Linked DNA regions of Sus scrofa: region 2 is linked to region 1. A link is a contact called in public Hi-C data. All regions are on one chromosome and are shown on one strand. Each heading gives the region's core, a stretch centred on a gene start, on an enhancer-like site or on the middle of the called end of the contact. The rest is flanking DNA. Distances are from core to core; before and after follow the strand shown.

What was found. A called contact is a pair of places that touch in the nucleus more often than the background predicts.
Region 2: a Hi-C map of embryonic fibroblasts shows a contact between it and region 1, with 3 times the contacts expected there. The contact joins two enhancer-like sites. A contact is called at or near these places in 2 of 47 Hi-C or Micro-C datasets (embryonic fibroblasts and fibroblasts) and 1 of 2 datasets of contacts at active chromatin or transcription factors (skeletal muscle).

Annotation. Positions count from the first base shown.
Region 1 is chr3:51,962,818-51,966,393 of Sscrofa11.1, forward strand. No RefSeq gene overlaps it. Among named protein-coding and RNA genes, the nearest start is that of IL1RL2, 47 kb to the right of the region's middle. Within about 2 kb of position 2,009, at least 24 of the 83 cell types and tissues checked have an H3K27ac peak or open chromatin away from gene starts, as enhancers often do. A contact at or near this core is called in embryonic fibroblasts, where this site is marked.
Region 2 is chr3:52,282,050-52,285,926 of Sscrofa11.1, forward strand. The region is part of intron 1 of IL1R1 (interleukin-1 receptor type 1); the gene reads right to left. Among named protein-coding and RNA genes, the nearest start is that of IL1R1, 51 kb to the right of the region's middle. Within about 2 kb of position 1,487, at least 8 of the 83 cell types and tissues checked have an H3K27ac peak or open chromatin away from gene starts, as enhancers often do. A contact at or near this core is called in embryonic fibroblasts, where this site is marked.

The DNA.
Region 1 (3,576 bases), core at 759-3,258:
CAACCCCTCAGGGCTCTCTCTTCCCCACCCCCAAAGTCAGGACTCTGACCTTTGTGTGAGAGATGGAGGCTGGAGCAGGGGCGTGTGTGTGGTGGAGGGGGGGCCTTCCGGGAATCCAGGCAAAGCACATCTTCTGGGATCTCTGGCTCAGGCCACACCCTGAGAGATGGAGCAGGCAGAGCCTTCAAGGGCTCCTGCCCAATACTGAGCTGCCCGCACTAAGTAAAGTCCCTAGGGAAGTCCTGCACCTGGAACAGATATTGGCCTCAATCTCAGATTAAAGATACAAGTAACATCAGGCCAGATCGTCCCTGCTTTGTCTGGAAGCCAATCAGACCTGGACAGGAGGGACCACGCTCACATCTCACCAATGCCCCTGCATCCCGTACGCCCATTGCTCCTTCCTCCAGCCTACCTTTGCCAGCACCTTGCTCTGCACTCCCCACTCCGCATGATGCAAGACCGTGTTTCTGGGGCACATGCGGCCACTCTACGAGTCTAAGGATGCGAATGCTTTATTAGACAGACAGAGGCTAATAGATATTGTTTTATAATAATTTCATGTTTTATAAATGACTCCAATGAGCAAATAATCAGGAAAAGAAAAAGTTGCTCATATTTTGAAAACAAAAGAAAACCAAAAGCCTTTTTCCCTAGCTAGAAAAGAAAAATGTCTTTTTTTTTTTTTTTTCTAGGCAAGTTTGCTCACCTGAGAGTTAGTTGGGTTTAAAAAAAAAATCTTCAACCACTTCAATGTTCAGACTTTTCTTTGGAGAAAATTCCATGTATGTACAAAAAATAGAGAAAATAAGATAATGGGTCCCCATGACCCTTATTCATGGTCCTCTTGTTTCAAGTGTTTCTTTCTTGAAACAAGAAAAAAAAAACAAAAAAACAAAAAACACTTTCTCTCAAGTGTTCTTCCTCTCCTTGAACTGGATGATGATTTTTAGACAAATCTTAGCCATCTTAGTATTTCATCTGTAAGTGCTTCACTATACCATGTCTAAAACACAAGGACTCTCTTGGAAACATAACAAGGGTACAATTATCATACTAAAATGTTAAAGGTAATGCTACAATATCACCAAATACTCAGTAATAAATTTCCCTAAGACCATTTTATACGACTGCATTACCCCTGGGGGAGCTCTTACAGCCTCAATTTCTTCATTTTTAAAGCGGAGAAAATATAGAATCACTGAGAGTAATAAGTGGGAAAACACACTAAAAGAGATTAGTACCAAGTCTGGCACATTGTAACCATCCCCAACTAGTACCAAGAGATGATTTGTGATGTTTTATACTTTTTCCTTCACTAGGTCTACGTAGGAATTAGCCCTTGTTTTGTGAATTCCCTTTTTACCTACTTCGGTCCTTTTCCCAGTGGGCATTAATGATGACAACCGTTGGAGTTCCCTTGGTGGTGCAGCGGTTAATGAACCCAACTAGGATCCATGAGGATTAGGGTTCAATCCCTGGCCCCTTTCAGTGGGTTAAGGATCTGGCGTTGCCCTGAGCTGCGGTGTAGGTCACCAACGTGGCTCGGATCCTGTGTTGCTTGCGGCTGTGGTGTGGTATAGGCCGGCAGCTCTAGCGCCAATTTGACCTCTAGACTGGGGGCGGGGGGGGGCGGGGGGGGTCTTGGTCTGAAGGCGGATATCCCCGCAGGCTGTGGGTTCTTTACAGGAGGCTTCAAGGTGGAGATTTTTGTCTTAACAAGAGGCTGCCCCGCCCCCACGTCCCACCCCCTCACCCGAATAGGGCCCTGAGGGAGAGGCATGCATTCACACGGGCTAAACGTTTTGCTGGACGGAACATGCTCTGTTTGGCTGTCTCCTTGTCTCTACCTGCTTCCAATTTCCTGCTGCAGCTAGGGCTGGGGGGTGTTTCTGGAGATGCCGCTGAACTCAGGCACAGAGGAGAGCCGGGTGGAGGGAGAGCTGGGGGCTCGCGCGGGCGGTCACGGGGAGCATCGCCTCCGCCGCCAGCAGAGGGCGCAGCGGCGCCGTGGGGAAGCTCTGCGTGGCTTCTGGTGTTTCCAAGTTGGGGCGTGAACCTCAGGCTGCCTGGGTCCCTACAGAGGAAATGCTTTTCTCTTTCACAAGGTTCTTCACCCACGGGGCAACTTTCTTTTCCTCTTGATGTCATCCTGTTACACAGGCAGGAAGTTATGTTCACTCAAGACTTTGCTGTTGGGAATACTTCTGTGGGCCTGCGGTCACTTAAAACAACAAACTTAACTGACCCAGCAATTAGGTCATCCAAGAGGAGCCAAAATATCTTCGTGATGAAGCCTGTTGATTGAAGAAAGCAGATTATCATGATGGAGTGGTACCCGGCTGGCTGGGGAGCTGGAGCTCAGACAGCTGGGTTTGTCTGCTTTGGAAACAGTAAGTCTGTCTTTAAACAATCAAGGGACTGGGACCCACACTGTGAAAAAAATTGAGCAAGACTAGACAGAAGAGAATAGAACCAACGACAGAACTGAATCTTGTTTTCACTGTTTGTGTTTACTGAGTTGCAATGTAAAATATATTTATATATAAATACTTTAATAAATATGTGTAAATATTATATATATATTATTTTATAAATATTTTTAAGAAATATATATATATGTATTTCTTTTCAGGGCTGCTCCTGCAGCATATGGAAGTTCCTGGGCTAGGGGATGAATTGGAACTACAGCTGCTGGCCTACATCACGGCCACAGCAATCCAAGCTTCCTCTGTGACTTATGCAGCAGCTTGAGACAATGCCAGATCCTTAACCCACTGAGCAAGGCCAGGGATTGAACCTGCATCCTCATGGATACTAGTTGGGTTCTTAACCCATGGAGCCAAAACAAAAACTTGAATATAAAATATATTTAATTCCATAATTCTCAGTTTAAAATCTATGAAAGCTGTTGGTAAACAATTGTCTTCCTTCAGCCAAATCCTGGGAATCTAGGCTCTGCAGCCCTGCTGTGTCCTGCACGGGGCTTGGTCTGGGAGCTGACTATGTTTAATGTTTTGAAAAAAATCACTCAACCCCAGCCCAAGCCTCGGTCCTTATAAATCTTTCTGTTCTCCAGAAAGATGCGAATTGGAGTAGCGGTGGTAGTGGTGAAGGTGGTTGCTGGGGGAAGGCAAATAAATCCTCTGATAACACCACTGAGAAGGGAGGGAAATCAGGGAAATGCACGTCAGAGGGGCTGTGGGGACCACAGCATCACCATATACATCTTGGACCTCCAGGGTTCTCCAGGTGAGTTCAGGGACAACAGGAATAAATCAAATAAAACAATAGATGCCAGTGACTCAGATTAAGAAATAATACATCCACCATGCAAGGGGTGATAAAAGCTTTTGCACAGTATCCTCACATTTTTCTAGAATCACACTTTGGGTTTTGCCAGTTTTTCAGTTGACACCACCACCAGCGTAGGTACTTAAGGTGAAAATATCTAAATGGTGACATACCAGTTACTTGTAGTAGACCCAGGTTTTTATTTTCTAGATGAGTCAAAGATAATTTTTGTGATGTTCACGAGTGCTCAACAAATTAAAACTATGATGTATTTTTAAAATT
Region 2 (3,877 bases), core at 237-2,736, 320 kb after region 1:
GGCCTTCAGACTGGACAGGAGTCTACACCATCGCTCTCTGGATCTCAAGCCTTCTAACTACACTACCTACTCTCCTGGGTCTATAGCCTGTAGACGGCAGATCCTAGAACTTTTTAGCCTCCATAAATGGCATTGAGGCAGCCCATACCTTATAATAACTCTTTCTTTATAGATAAGAGATAGATAGATAGACAGACAGATAGACACATATACAAACAATACATCTATTTCCTGTTGACTCTACAGAGGGAGAACCCTGACTGATACAGTGTGAAGAAACTATTGACGAGTCACCCATGTATGAGAAAGAGGGAATGATTTCACTGAATAGCCTCTTTAAGGCCTTTTAAATTGTGTTATCTATTCAAAAGCACACAAACTTTGTGTTTTCGTTCAAAAAAAAGTCTGAGTTCTAAAACCTTAATGGAAAGTCTAACCGAAAAATAAGTAAAGTACTATTTCAAATTATAGTCTTAAATAAAATTTTTTAAGAAAAAAAATGTAATGCACACCTACATAAGGTCTGGCAAACAATTAATACTAAATAAATGTTGTTGAATTAACAAAAAAAAAAACTTATATTCTTCAAGTTATATTCCTATCCCCATTTTAGAACCTGAACAACTAGCAAAAATAAGACAGGTGAGTTTCCCAGGAGAAAATGAAGCTAGGCCTCTCCAGACTTCACCCCAGCCTTCTGGATGGTCCTGCCAGGGAATACACGGCCTGAAAATGAACTCCAGGTACCATTTCAACTTGACCGACAAAGAGTCAGGGACAGATTGACAGACCCCTGGAGCCCCTGAATGAAAGGATTACTTGGCTGAGGTTCAAGCCTCAACAGTTCCCAGTGCAACAGAATTGGACCTTCAGCATCTCTGGATCAGCACCCAGTTGTCACCAGCACAGCACATGGGCTAGGAGGCTAAATGGACTTGACGTGGATGGACGGCTGTCTTAGCCCTCACTGGTTCCTTTGGGTCACTTACTGAACTGCTCAAAGTCTCAGTTGGTCTGATTCTAGAGCTGGAACAATGGCACCAGTCTTACAACGTTGTGAGAAAGGCTAGAGTCAGTGGCTGGAAAGAACCCAGAATAGTGCACGTTCCTTAGTAGGAACTCAGTAATGTGGACTCCATACCCAAGGGCACAGCACAGACATCGTCAGCCATCCCAAACCACAGTCATCATCTCTCAAATTCAGCAACCTGTGGACTCCAGAGTGAGACTGCTTCATGAATCCCAACCCCACACTAACCACTGATGTGACTTGAGGTAAATCACAATCACATCCCTGGGCTTCCGTTTCTTAACCTGCAAAGTGAGGTAATAATAAAGACCACCTCAAATAGGAGCTCTTAGAACCAGGTCTCACACATTGGAAGTGCTTCCTTAGTTATGTGCCATCATCATGACTTATTCAGCACCAGATCCAAACCATTGCCCAATGGGCACTTGGTGCTGATTTTAACAGCTGACCACTGAGCTAACAGTCAGGGAGAAACTCTATACCCCTGAAAGTATAAAGCTTTGCATACTCATGCCAAGTCCATAAGCCTTGTACTCACAAAAGCTGCCACCTGTTTTCCTGGTTCTACCCTGGGTTTGTATTCATTTGCTTAACAGCCATTAAGAGCTTTAAAGTTTTACTGAGTAGAAACAGAAACCGACCCACACTCAATTAAATGAATAAAATAATTAACATGCCCCAGAAAAGCTCCATTTTTAAATCCTCTATAATTCCTTTTGGGGATAGTCATTTCCCTGCAAAGTTGGGTAAAAACATTCCTAGGTCCCTTCCACTGACTCATTCGAGAAATGTTTCTCAAGCCCCCACAGGGTGTCAGGCCACAAACCAGGCCCTGGAGAAAGGAACACAGCAAACCCGCCCCTGTCTTTGAGAAGCTCTCACTGGGGATCAGAGCAAAGCAAGTGAATGGTGACAATGCAATATGAAAAGAATGGCATGTTATCCCATATGCAAATGAGATAAATAAGCAACACAATAAACCCATTTTTAATCTAAAGTATATCCAGGTGCTGCTGACTCTCAGAACTAAGCAATATGTTGTCACACACCCCTTTCCCAGTTTAGAATTAGGAAACACTATCCAAACTTTGGCATACAGCTCTCTAAAAGCTGAATATCCCATAAGGTGAAAATATAAACTGCATATTAACAATAATAGTCATAGTACCACTCGGTATTTTTTACTTTATTTCTATTTAAAGAACTTTCTTCTAGCCCTCTTCTGTTCCCAGTACAATCCTGTGGTGAGAGGGAAAGTCAGCCCTTATCTCTAAATTTTATAGCTAAAAAGGAGATACAATCATAAAGACTGAGGTTTGCCCGAGGTTGTTCAAATGGTAAAAATCAGAGCAAAAGCATCTGATTCCCCCACACTCTCTGCAGACCTGCTGAGAGACATCGAATGAGATCAAAGACCTCAGAAATTAGGTTGACAAAAGTTGCTATGAGCGAGAACGGGTTTGATAATGAGTAACCAAAAAAGACAAGAAGTTGAACCTAGAGGAAGAGAGTAAGAAACCAGAAGGTTTCACCCCCAAAAAGTGTCCTGAACACAAATGAAGACAAGATACTCTTTGCCAGTTATCAGATTAGCACACTTAAAAATAAGTAAATAAAACCCAGCCGGTGAAAGTGTGGGGAAGTGGTGTCTATACAGTGCTGGAGGGTATGTACACGAATGCACTTTCCTAGAGGAATTCAGTAACAGAATCAAGAGCTTCAAATATACTTTCGCCCTTTGACCTCTGGGATTTTATTCCAAGGAAATATCAGGAAGAGATGCATAGGTTTCCCCCCCAAGGATGTTTGTTTTGGTAATGTTAAGAAGTGAAAAGACAGAAATCAAATATCTACCAACATGATTCAGCAAATCATCTGTGGAGGAAGAAATTCATTAGCATGGCAAGATGCTTTGCTGAAAGGGAAAAGCAGATAGTAAAACAGAATGGACAGTCTGAGCATGCTTTTTCCAAGATGTAAATGCATTCAGAGAAACCATACCCACCAAAATATTAGCAGTATCTATCTCACAATATTAGGTTTTGATGTTTCACCTTCTTCATTCATCTCTATGTATTCTTTCTTTATTTTTGACTGTGAGTATGTGCTATCTGTATACACTTTTAAAGGCATTCAAAATACTTAAGAAAGGTATCTTAGCCATTCTTTAACCTTGCCTGTGGAGTTTCTCTACTAAGCAAGTTAACAATGCCCCAAAGGATTAGTGGGTTAAGACTGTAAACTGAATGTTAAGTAGAGACAGGTCATAAGCATTTTTTATAATTCATCACTACATGTCAATAGATGATTAAAGAAGATGTCACACACACACATGCACACACACAGTGGAATATTACTCTGCCATAAAAAAGAATCAATTAATGCCATTTGTAGCAGCAACATGTATAGACTTAGAGATTATCAGACTAAGTGAAGTCAAAGACAAATATCACATGATATCACTTATATGTGGAATATAAAATATGTTACAAGTGAACTTATTTACAAAGAGAAATACTCATAGACATAGAAAACAAACTTATGGTTACCATAGAGGAAAGACAAGGGGGAAGATAAATTAGGAATTTGGGAATAACAGATACACACAAATTACATAAGATAAATAATAAGGTTCTACTGTATAGCACTGGAAACTATACTCAGTGGAAAGAATCTGAAAATAAATGATATATGTGTGTGTGTGTGTGTATAACTAAATCACTTTGCTGCACTTGTGAAACACTGTAAATCAACTATACGCCGATAAATATAGCTTTAAATAAAATAAAATGCATCACCACTAGTAGGAAGATGAAATTCATCTCGAGAAGTGTCCCTACTCCTTCC